Regions from separate parts of the Mus musculus genome. Here region 1 is linked to region 2. The links are chromatin contacts, called in public Hi-C maps. All regions are on one chromosome and are shown on one strand. The core of a region is the stretch at or near the end of the contact, and the rest is flanking DNA. Distances in the headings are between cores, read along the strand shown. Region 1 overlaps Rps6ka5 (ribosomal protein S6 kinase, polypeptide 5). Region 2 overlaps Ttc7b (tetratricopeptide repeat domain 7B).

What was found. Hi-C and Micro-C count contacts between places; a contact is called where the count stands out from the background.
Region 1: a contact with region 2 is called in a Hi-C map of cortical neurons, with 4 times the contacts expected there. The contact joins two enhancer-like sites. A contact is called at or near these places in 3 of 484 Hi-C or Micro-C datasets (cerebral cortex and cortical neurons), 1 of 115 datasets of contacts at active chromatin or transcription factors (neural progenitor cells) and 2 of 9 other capture datasets (adipose tissue and liver).

Annotation. Positions count from the first base shown.
Region 1 is chr12:100,566,296-100,572,155 of GRCm38.p6, reverse strand. Rps6ka5 (ribosomal protein S6 kinase, polypeptide 5) reads left to right here. Exons shown (of 17, transcript NM_001330702.1): 13 at 1,157-1,327. Among named protein-coding and RNA genes, the nearest start is that of Ttc7b, 48 kb to the right of the region's middle. Within about 2 kb of position 3,080, at least 22 of the 459 cell types and tissues checked have an H3K27ac peak or open chromatin away from gene starts, as enhancers often do. A contact at or near this core is called in cortical neurons, where this site is marked.
Region 2 is chr12:100,395,932-100,401,317 of GRCm38.p6, reverse strand. The region is part of intron 9 of Ttc7b (tetratricopeptide repeat domain 7B); the gene reads left to right. Among named protein-coding and RNA genes, the nearest start is that of Gm51958, 49 kb to the right of the region's middle. Within about 2 kb of position 2,602, at least 42 of the 459 cell types and tissues checked have an H3K27ac peak or open chromatin away from gene starts, as enhancers often do. A contact at or near this core is called in cortical neurons, where this site is marked.

The sequences.
Region 1 (5,860 bases), core at 1,831-4,330, 170 kb before region 2:
TCCAATGCACTCTTCTGGTGTGTAGACACGTATGCATACATACTTATTTACATACATACATACATACATACATAACACATGCATACATTCATATATACATATGTACATATATGTGTACATCTTTTCAAAAAAAGAATTTTAATCAGGGGCTAAGTGTGGTAGTATATAATCCCAGCAGACAGGAGGCAGAAACAGGCACATCACTTAAGTTCAAGGTTTGCCTGGTCTACAAAGTGAGACCCCATCTCAAATTAAAAAAAAAAAAAAAAACAAACAAAAACCAGCAATAGAAGAACCTTAATTACAATTACAAAGTCCCCTTTGCCATCTATGATAAGAGATATGGATTTGAAGGCTAGGACATGGCATCTGGAGCCATCATTCAGTTCCACCTGTAGATTTTCTTATCCCCTTCATTTTATTGCTGAGGGTCCTAGAGTTTATAAAGGTGTCTCAGTTGGGTTTTATTGCTGTGAAGAGACACTGTGACCAAGGCAAGTCTTAAAAAGGCAAACATTTAGTTGTGACTGGCTTACAGTTTCAGAGGTTCAGTCCTTTATCATCATGGTGGGAAGTACTTGATGCTAGAGGAGCCAAGATACATCTTGATCCAAAGGCAGCCAGAAGGACACTCTGTTCTGCAAACAGCCAGGAGGAAGGTCTCTTCCACAGAAACATATACAGTGAGATGCGGGTATTTGCAGTAAATATTCTCAGAAATCCTGTAATTAATCATTGAGCCCTGAAGTTATCAAACACTATCTTTCTTTCAAGGGAAACTACCCATTAGCTGAGTGGCAGCAGTTGCATATAACACTACTTAGCAACCCCCTGCATTATTTACCATAGATTTTGTCACCTCGGCTCTCAGTTTTTAAAGTGAAAATATAAAAATTCAAAATTAAAATAGAGTTCAATAGAAATAAAATGAAGTAAAGGAAAAGACTGTAAAGATTTTGCTGAAATATTTGAAATTTTTCATTGCTAAAATAGAATTCTAAAAAGCTACATTATTCTTCAACTCTTTAAATGCAAGGATTGTTATAGGTTGTTTAAGCAAGGGATTATTTAAAGTTGCTGAATAATAAATAACCTATAGAGTAACCCGTATCTTTTCAGTAAGGCCCCACGTTGCTCTTTCTTTCCATCTTTCTAGCTTCATACGTTTCTTGTGATGGAACTTCTGAATGGCGGAGAGCTGTTCGAGCGCATCAAGAGAAAGAAGCACTTCAGCGAGACTGAGGCCAGCTACATCATGCGGAAGCTTGTGTCAGCTGTGAGCCACATGCACGATGTAGGAGTGGTGCACAGAGATCTGAAGCCTGAGGTGGGCCTCTGTGACCTTGGACAGCTCAGCCTGCTCTCCTTGTTCGCTAGCCTTAGAGTAGCTGTCAGCCTTTAGGACGCTTGCTATTTCTCTTGGGCCACTAAGTAAATCCTGGAAGATGTTTCCTAGGATTTTTTTCTTTCTCTTCTCTTTTCTGTGTCAGTCTAAAATAAATTTGTTCTTTTTTTCCCCTCTTGCCAGCTGATCATCTTGAGGTTATATTTGTAAGTGTGAGAGCCTTTTATGGGAAAAATGCTTCATGCAACAGTTGTATACTAAAAATAGCGATGGAAAATTTTGTAGCAAAAAATAATAAGCACTGCTATATGTATTCCATCTTGGGGAGTTTGTTCGTTTGATAGTGTATTTTGAAACCTTAATTTTCACATTTTTAAATCAAATTGATAGCTCCTAAACAGTAATGTATGGGATTCTGTTCTACATAGTTACACACGAGGCCCTGCCTTGGTTTAATAAGCTGTCCTATCTATATGTGCTTCAGTATGCTCACGACTGTGGTATTTATAGACCTGGAGAGCAGTGCAGAGCAACAACTTTTTATATTTCCTTAAGAAGGCTAATTAAGAAGGTTTTAACTCAGAATGATCCATTTTTAGTATCAAAAATATGAAAATTCCTCTCTTTTTAAAAATAAGTAATAATGAGCTTGGAAAACAAAAGCCAATGACTTTTTTTTTAAAAATTATCCTTTACCAAATGAGAAATTATATATATTTCTGCTCTAAAATAGGATATTATTTTTAGTTTCTATGTGATCATAATATATTTTCAAGTCTATTTAAAATATTAATGGGCTTGATGTTCCTTTTTTATTAAATCAAAAAAGAATATTTCTGTAAAAGCAATTTTTTTAATCTTGTGCTTAAATTATTTAAAAATGTTTTAAAAAGATGGGCAGTAGAGGTACATACTTTTATCCCAGCCCTTGGGAGGCAGAGGAAGTGAGATCTCTAAGTTCAAGGCCAGCCTGGTCGACAGAGTGAGTTCAGGACAGCCAGGACCACACTGAGAAAACCTTTCTCAAACAAAATTGATATTTTAAAAGTGGAAACATAGGGCTGGTGAATTGGCTCAGAAGGTAAGAGCACTAACTGCTCTTCTGAAGATTCCTGAGTTCAAATCCCAGCAACCACATGGTGACTCACAACCACATGTAATGAGACCTGATGCCCTCTTCTGGTGTGTCTGAGGACAGCTACAGTATATGTATTCAAATACAGTTCTCTGTATCTGTGGAGGATTGGTACCGAAGCTCCCTATGGATATCAAACCTCTTACATGAAATTGAATATTATTTTATTTTCATATAACCTACGTGATCCTTTCGTATACTTTAAATCCTCTCTCTAAGTTATTTATGATATCTATTTTGATGTAAATGATAAATATGTATATTTTAGGGAATAATCACAAAAAATCTTTTCATATTCTGTACAGTTTTGAAGGGGTTTTTGTTGCTTTTTTTTGTGGGTAGATTGTTTTGTTTTGTTTTGTTTTTTTGTCTGTTTGTTTGAAGTTTTTAGTGGGTAGTAGTTTGAACCCACAGTTGTGATCCTCAGGGGTACAGAAGACAATTGATTTATTCCTTTAAAGGTTTTAAATTTTTGAGTACTTTATTACTGTTCTTCCCATTGCTAGTAATTAATCAGAAGTGGCTTGTGTCGTAGGAACTCACAGCTCTGCTAGCTCCCCTCGGCTTCCTTCATCCCAATTCTCACTCTCCTACGTAACACCCACTGAAAACATGGTGCTCTGGGCTCCGAGATGAGCTGTCTAGTTTAAATGTGAGAGCACACTACTTAAACGTTTGCTTGATAGACAAGGAACAGGCATGTAGTTTTTTAATGGAAAAGATCTGTTCCATGACTGTATAGAACTCATTTTCACATGTTTTATTCTTTGATAACTGGCCATCTGTCATCTCATGGTGTCTCGAATGAGGCACATGTCCTCGGCAGCAGAATTTAAATTTGTCTTCTTCCTTTCCTGATCAAATAGATGCTTTTGTAGCTTGAAGTGAAGCAGAAATGTCAGATTACACTATATGTTCTACCATCATTTTATTCTTAAACTGGGTTTTAGGAAAGTAAAAACGTACCTTTGAACTAGCACTTTCCTAACTATAGCTCTCACTTTGACTTTTAAATGGCAGAGTATATTATTTCCAAACTAAAAGTTGAATCCCTTTCCTAGGCAGCATTTTAGTTGTGACTGTTTAGATAGTTAGATGGCGTTCTTTTTCTACATAGACAGAACTCTAAGCTCTAGGTGAGAACCAGACAGATTTAGAAGCTGACTGGCATTCTTAGAGGGCTGCTTGGTAGTCTTCATATTGATCCTCTTAAAGGATTAAGAAAGTTCTGTATATGATAGTATTTTCAGGCAGAAACCGAGATGAGGATAGAAGTGGCTCAACTGTTACTTTTGTCCCTTCCTGGCCATGCACACACCCATGTGGAACTGTCCTGATACTTCCCTTGCTACCCTGGGGCAGGAGGAAGTAAGCAGTAAGCTCTGGTTTTACGTGTTCTATGAGAGGAGGGTTAGAGTCGCCAGTGTAAAGGGAATGCCCTCACTTCCTCCAAGATGACCAAAGAATTCCTTCATTAGTCTTAGTGGAACAAACCCGTTCTTGCCAGAGCCTTGACAGGCCCTGTGGAGATGGAGCCAAACGTGCTTCTGGTAAGATGTGTAGCACACCGCCTGGCACTGCACAGAGAACCTCTAGTATAATTGCTGAAGGACCGATATGTCCCAAGAAAACACCCATGATTGGTGACCTCAGTCGTCAAAAATCAAGGTCTGAGCATTGTATGATAGAAAACTATTTCAATTTTTCCTTTCTTTGTTTTTTCCACCCCCTTCTTTTTTTACATTAAGTTTTTCTGTTTTATAATTTCATAACTGAGTACTGTCTTTACATCATTTGCACTTACCTTCTCCCCACTCCACCTACCCTGCCCCCTCACTCCTGCTGGCTGCTTGAGATTAGGTAATCTGTCAGGGTTTATCCTTGGAGAAAACCGAGTTTCCCTTTCTGGGCAGCTATTAATTGCCTGTAGCTGTTCATCTAAGGCTGGTAGGGCTTTGTAAGAGTTCTCTCATCTATATTGGAATAGCAACTGATGCTGTCATTTGCTGCTCTTACGTAGGCCACTAAATTGTTACAATTGCATGGGTACAGCTCCCTGTCACACACAGAAAACATTCTCACAGCAAATGTTCTGTCCTCTGACTCTTAACCATCCCCCAACTCCTTTTGTGGGATGTTTCCTGAGCCTGAAATGTAGGAGTCGTGCTGTAGAACTCTCCATTGAAGATGAGCACCCCATGGTGTGATGCTCTCTCTATTCTAACCAGTTGTAGATTTTGGTGATGGTCTCTTGACTGCTGTAAAATGAAACTTCTTACCTGAGCATGGTGGCATACACGTTGAATTCCACCATTCAGGAGGCAAAAACTCTGAGTTTGAGACCAGCCTGGTCTACATAAGTTTCAAGTCAGCCTTAGTGAGACACTGTCTCAACAGAAATTGTGTGTGTGTGTGTGTGTGTGTGTGTGTGTGTGTGTGTGAGTGAGAGAGGGGGGGGGGAGGTGAGAGGGAAGAAGGGAGAGAGAGAGAGACTTCTTTAATGAGACGTGAGAGCTACACTTACCTAAGGATATAGGAATGACAATACAATTAAGAATACATAGGTTTAGGAATGTGTCATTAGCAGATTGTCCTCTAGGGCCCTTGACCAGTCATAGCAGTTAACTTTGGGTATATGTAGCAATGCTGGTCATTGCTGTGGCTCACAGACATTACACATGGGTAGGACTGCTGATTGCTTTTCTCCCTTGGCAGTTTGAATGGCAGCTTTGAATACCATGGGAACATTTCCTTAGGAGGAGATTTCCAGATCAGCTTCAGTCCAATTCCCCCAACTCTTGTGTCTGAAGTGTAGTATCTTCTTCAGCAGTAGTCTTTGGCACTAAGGTCAATGGCAGTAGCCTATGTTTTGGGAGTCTATTGAACTCCGATGACCAACAATGGTAAGGAAGGTTTCCCATGCTTGGCACTGAGTTTCTCTGAGTCTATGGCTCTTAGGGGAGATCATTATTACCAAAAGTAGTATAATTTCATTTAAATTTTATGCACACACCCTCACACACACACACACACACACACACACTTGTATATAGTTTGATTGTTGTTTTTTAAAAGAGTCTTTGTGTGTAGCCCTGGCTGTCCTGAAACTCACTCTGTGTACCAGGCTGGCTTCAAGCTCAGCAGTTCATCTGCTTCTGCCTCCCTAGTACATGTAATCCACTAATCTGGAAAATCTCAGGGGTGTGTGTGTGTGTATGCACTGATTGGTGTTTTGCCTACATATTTATCTATGTGTGTCAAATCTCCTGGAACTGGAGTTATAGACAGTTGTAAACTGTCATATAGGTGCTGGGAATTGAACCTGGGTCCCTGGAAGAGCAGCTAAGGCTGAGCCATCTCTCCAGCCTCTGTATATGTAT
Region 2 (5,386 bases), core at 1,353-3,852:
AAGAATGGGAGAGGCCCCGATTGCTTCTTTTATTGCAAACCCCTTCTGATAACTCACAAGATAGGTGAGAACTACATCATGGCCCCAATACCTTGAGGCCCGCAGCCTCACAGTAACCACCTCTACCCAAGGTGCCAGCCTAGACACTAAGCCTTTCACTGCGCTGGACCCTTATGGACACCAAAGTCACAGCAGCAGCTATCACCTTTGATTCCTAAACATTTTCACCCGAAAAGGAAAGCCAGGTCTGGAGAGACGGCTCAGCATGCCTGCTGTCCTTGCAGAGGACCAGAATTCCCTTCCCAGCACCTACATTGGTGGCTCACCGCTGTTTTAAAGGTTGCACACATACGTTGTTTCAACATTTCACTCTGTCCTATGGATGAGTCGTAGTCCATGACGTTTGGAGGCTTTGGCGCTAAGTCCTTGGTAGGTTCTGCCTTCTGTTGACTAATGTGAATAGTGCTGCTACGTGGGACAGATCTGCCCCTAATTTCACTAAACCATTTCCACTCCCCTGTTTAGAAACCCTGGGCGCCCCCTCGCCCTCTGTTGTTTTCCTGTCTTCCTACATGAACTTCACTTCACTGTTTCTCTTTTTGTCAGAAGCAACAGCTCTGCGTGCTCCTTGACGAATCAAACAGTACATATAAATAAAGAAAATAATAGTCACCCAGAGTCCAGAAACTCTGAGCCAGCTATCCTCTGGTGTCTTAAAGACTATCTTTAGTCTATCTGTACGAAGAATGGCCCATGACAATGAGATGGTGTGTGTGTGTGTGTGTGTGTGTGTGTGTGTGTGTGTGTGTGTGCGTGTGCCTACCTGGCTGCCTGGCTGCATCTGTGTGTGTGTATGCACTGGGATCGTATCATCCATATTTGATGGTGCATAAGTTCCTATCCTCTTCCACATTGCCATTTTGCCCATCCTATCTTTCACCCTGAAACTCAGGCCACCAGTTCAGCATGCCCTGTGCACATTCTCAGCAGTCAGAGAGAGGACTTTGGGTTGAGCTCTGGACCTGTCACTTCACAGTTCTGTCATTCTCAGCAATCATTAACCTACGACACTATTTCTTTTCTGTAAAATGAGATAAATGCTTATGTATGTCTCAGACAGAGGTGTGAGTGTGTGTGTGTGTGTGTGTGTGTGTGTGGTGTAGCTATGTGTGCAGTGCTTGCATATGAGTATACAGGTACACCCTCATGCAGATGCCAAAACAGGACATCAGGTGTCTTCTGCTGTGCTCGTTATTGCCTTAAGAAGGGTCCCTCAGTGAACACAAATATCACGGTTTCAGCTAGACTGGCTGGACATTAAGATCTTGGGTTTCTCCTTTCTCCACCATACAATGTTAAGGTTACAGGTACACACAGCCATGCCTGGCTTTTTACATGTGTTCTGGGCATTCAAACCTTGATCCTCCTTGCAAAGCAAGTGCCGCTACCCAGTGAGCCATTTCCTTGGACAGCTGTGAGTCCCATGAATGAAGGCCAGTGTGCAGAGCTCAGTAAACGGCAGCTGAATGCTTAGGTGTTGCTGATTCTCACACTGCATGCAGGAACTGCCAGGGCAGGTCAGTGACAACGTGTATGCATGAGATGCAAGAGAAACGGCTTGCCTACCTATAAAGCTCACATAGAAACATAAAGATGATGAAATTGGAGAAGACAGCAGAGCAAAGCTATGTGTTCCTGACTAGAACAGGCCTGTTGTAGGTGAGGGCTTTGCTGTGCTGGTTAGAGGTAACGGGACACTGGCATCTGGGTGGGACCATCAAGGCCTGATGGGAATTGAATACAGTAGCCTCCTCCTTACTGGCAGTTGTGCCCTGCAGTTTCAGTTTTCTGTGGTCAACCTTAGTCTAAACTATTAAATGGAAAAATTTTAAAATAAACAATCCAGAGGTTCGGCTGCTTGCCATTCTGAGCAGCTGTATGAAATCTTGCCCCATCCTGCTCTGAAAGGAGAAGGCAAAGAGGCCAAGGGCGCCTCGTCCCACTGCCTGCTTGTTAGTTAGTAGCCTTCTCATTTACCAGGTTGACTGTTGGGTACATCAGGTATGTTCAGTACTCACTCACACACTTCATGACAAGGCAGGAGGGTGTAGAGAAGGAAAGAGCTATGCAGGGTTTTCTGTTGGCCCTCTCATGGATCCAGCTGCATCCTGACTGATCTCTGACCTGGCCATGCGTGCTTCAGAAGCACAGTGTCATCTTCCTAGGTGTGGGCGGGGCCTTCTGTGCCCAGAGAGCACTGTCGCACTGGGATTTTGGATAGAAAGAAGTTCTGTCCTTGAGCCTTCCCCCCTCTTGTCTCCAACCAGCCTCCTGTCCACAGAGCAGGTTTCCTGTTCTTTGGCTCCTCTCATTGGCAAATCTCAGCCCACAGGCACCAGGAAAAGGAAAGGAAGTGGCCCTGCTGTGTGTGCCAGCACGTCCTCTCTCCTGTCACTGGCCCCCGTAGGTAGCAGGTGTGTTATGAAGGCATGGTAGAGACCCAGCCTTTGAAAATTCAATAGCAGGGCAGGGGACATTGTTCTCTCTGTGCCCCATTCTTTCCCAGTGTTTATTCAAGATGGAGGGCCACTCTCTGAGCTCAGCGTTAGCTTGCCTTGGCATGTGCCCACATCAACATTTCTTTTCTCCAGGGCCCTGTTTACCCTACTCGTGGGCATGAAGAATGAAGCAGCAGAAAGAAACCTGAGATTTCCCATGCATGGCCTTTCTCTGACAAATGATATGAGCATAGTGTTTCCCATCACTCCGATGCTATGAGTTTTCGTGGTTTTTTAAGAACTAATTGTGAGCCCTGCTGAAAAGTTTGTGTAGGAAGGAACACTTCTTTCTTCCCCTTCAATTTAAACAGCAGCCCTCGTTGGCATGACAACCCCTCTATTAAAAGTAAGGCCAGGAGCCCTGCTTCCTCTGTTTTTCAGAATGAACCCAAGCTGCTAAGGAGGCTTGTTTCTCGAGTCTGACTATTAGCAATTCCATTTGGAAAGAATATTATAGGGTCCTTTTAGAGATGGTGTGTGCTCCCCCTACATAAACATGGCAGCTTTAACAACAGAAGGGGTATTTTTATCTTTCCATTGGACTCATATTCATTTGTTTATGGTAAATCTGTAGAGCTGTGGGTAGTGTGGCTAATGATTGTACCCAAGGGACATTTGTACCTCCCAAACTAAGCACTTCCGTTATAAGGAGGCACTGTGAGAATGCTGCTCACCTCTGACCCTGCTTAGGGGTCATCATCAGAGATGGTTCCCTTTCCTGAGCATCTTACCTCGCCCTCGGTGCCCCAGTGAGGCAGTGACATGTGAGGGTGCCGGAACCGAGGCTGCTGAGCCGTGCGTGCATGCGTCCCGGCCTTCACCCTGGGAGAACAATGAGTGTGTCTTCCCCAGACCGTTGCCAGGGTTGTGAGCATCATTAATTATATATTAAGAAGCTTTCGGAGAGATGGATCTTGCTTGGGGCAGAGCTGCTAGGTAGATCTCAGTTCTGGTCCAGCATTTTAAACCAGCCTGGTAGAATCATTAATGCTATTTTTGCATGTCGGCCTACCCCAAAGAATCTCGGCCCCTGGTGCAGCCGCTGGGTTCTCTGTCTCCACATCACAGAAGCCTTCTTTGTGGAGCACTCCTTTCCTCTCTTCAGAGAGAATACTTACACTCCTGGGAGGAGCAGAAGCAGTCGAAACCCTCATGTGGGACAGCTCAGGGAAACACTTTTCCAGGTGCTCACTGCCTCATGTCTTATTTACATTTTTTTCTTTAACAAATTAGTATGCTGCCTTGATCTTTGAAAAATACAGTTTATAAATATTTAATGACCTTCACACTGTTGTACAACTGTCATCATTATTCCAAACTTTCCACTACCTCAAATAAAACTGTACGTAGTTAGTAATAATTCCTATCCCCACTCCTACACACACACATACACACACATACACACACACACACACACACACACACACACACACACACACACACACATACACTCTGCCCTGGCAACTCCAATCTTTCTTCATGTGAATTTGCCTAATTCAGGGACCAGTATAAAACAAGTCATGTGGCACGTGCCTGACTGAGCTAATGTTTTCAAGATTCAACCTTGTTATGATCGTATGTCTGATAGCATGTTATCAGGACTACATCTCCTTTTTGTTCCCCTGTACATACCTGTCACATTGTGTTTATCCACTCATTTATGGATGGATAAGTGAGCTGTCCTCACCCTTTGGCTATGGTGAGTCTGCCATGAGCACTGACCACAGCCTAACCAACAGATGATGTAATCCGTACCCCTTTAGGCCTGGCTTGTTCACTTAGCTAGTCTTTGTAAGTCAGCCTTGCTGTAATGGTGTCTCTGTGTGAGAGCAGAACTCCAGCATTCCTGAGTTTCTCTTCTTGGTTCTCTAGAGCTGTTAAGTCATATGGAAATTCTTGATGAACTTTTTGAGGAACTGCTAATTGTTTCTCACAGTGACCTTCCCATTTCACACTCTCTCCAGTTCTCCTTTGCTCCACAGCAGCTATTGCTCTGATTACAGCCTCCATGGTAGGTACTGAGTGGTATTTCACTGTGGGTTTGACTTGCATTTTCCTAATGCACAGAGCATCTTTCTACATCCTTTGGTAATTGGTATGTCTTCTTTGGAAAGATGATTATTCAAGCCCTGTGCCCATTTTTTAATTGTTATAGTTTTTATTTAAATACATAATAAACTCTTCTCAGATATATAGTTCACGGGCATTTCTCTATTCTATGTTTTCTCTTTACTTTCTTAATTATGCCCTTTAATGTAAAAAAGTTTTGATTCTAACTAAACCTAGGATATTTTCTTCTGTTGCTTATTCCCTTGGCGTCTTTCTGAGAAGCCACTGATTCAATGACAAATTCAAAAGCATGGCAGTGTACCCCCAAGTCTTCTCCTAATTGGACTTTGGGTTTGGCTCCTCTACTTGAAGCTAATGAGCCTCTCTGGGTGAACTATGTATATACGTGGTATATGTCTTAGTTTGTTTTTCTGTTGCTGTGATAAAATACACTGCAAAAGCAGCTCACGGGAGATGGGTTTCAGCCCACCGTCTGTATAGTCCATCATAGTGGCGATGTCACAGAGGCCAGGGAGGTGGCTCAGAAGTTAAAATGCTTGCCAAGTAAACATAAGAATCAGAATTCAGATCCCCAGAAATCCACATAAATGCCAGGTGGGAATGGCAGCCCACCTATAATTTCAGCCTTGGAAGGTAAAGATGAAATTCCCAGAGTAAGCTGGCTAGCAAGACTAGCTATATTGGTGAGTCCTTGCATTGATGATTCCCAACCTCAGGCCTCCATATGTGTGCACACCCACATACATTCACCTATACAT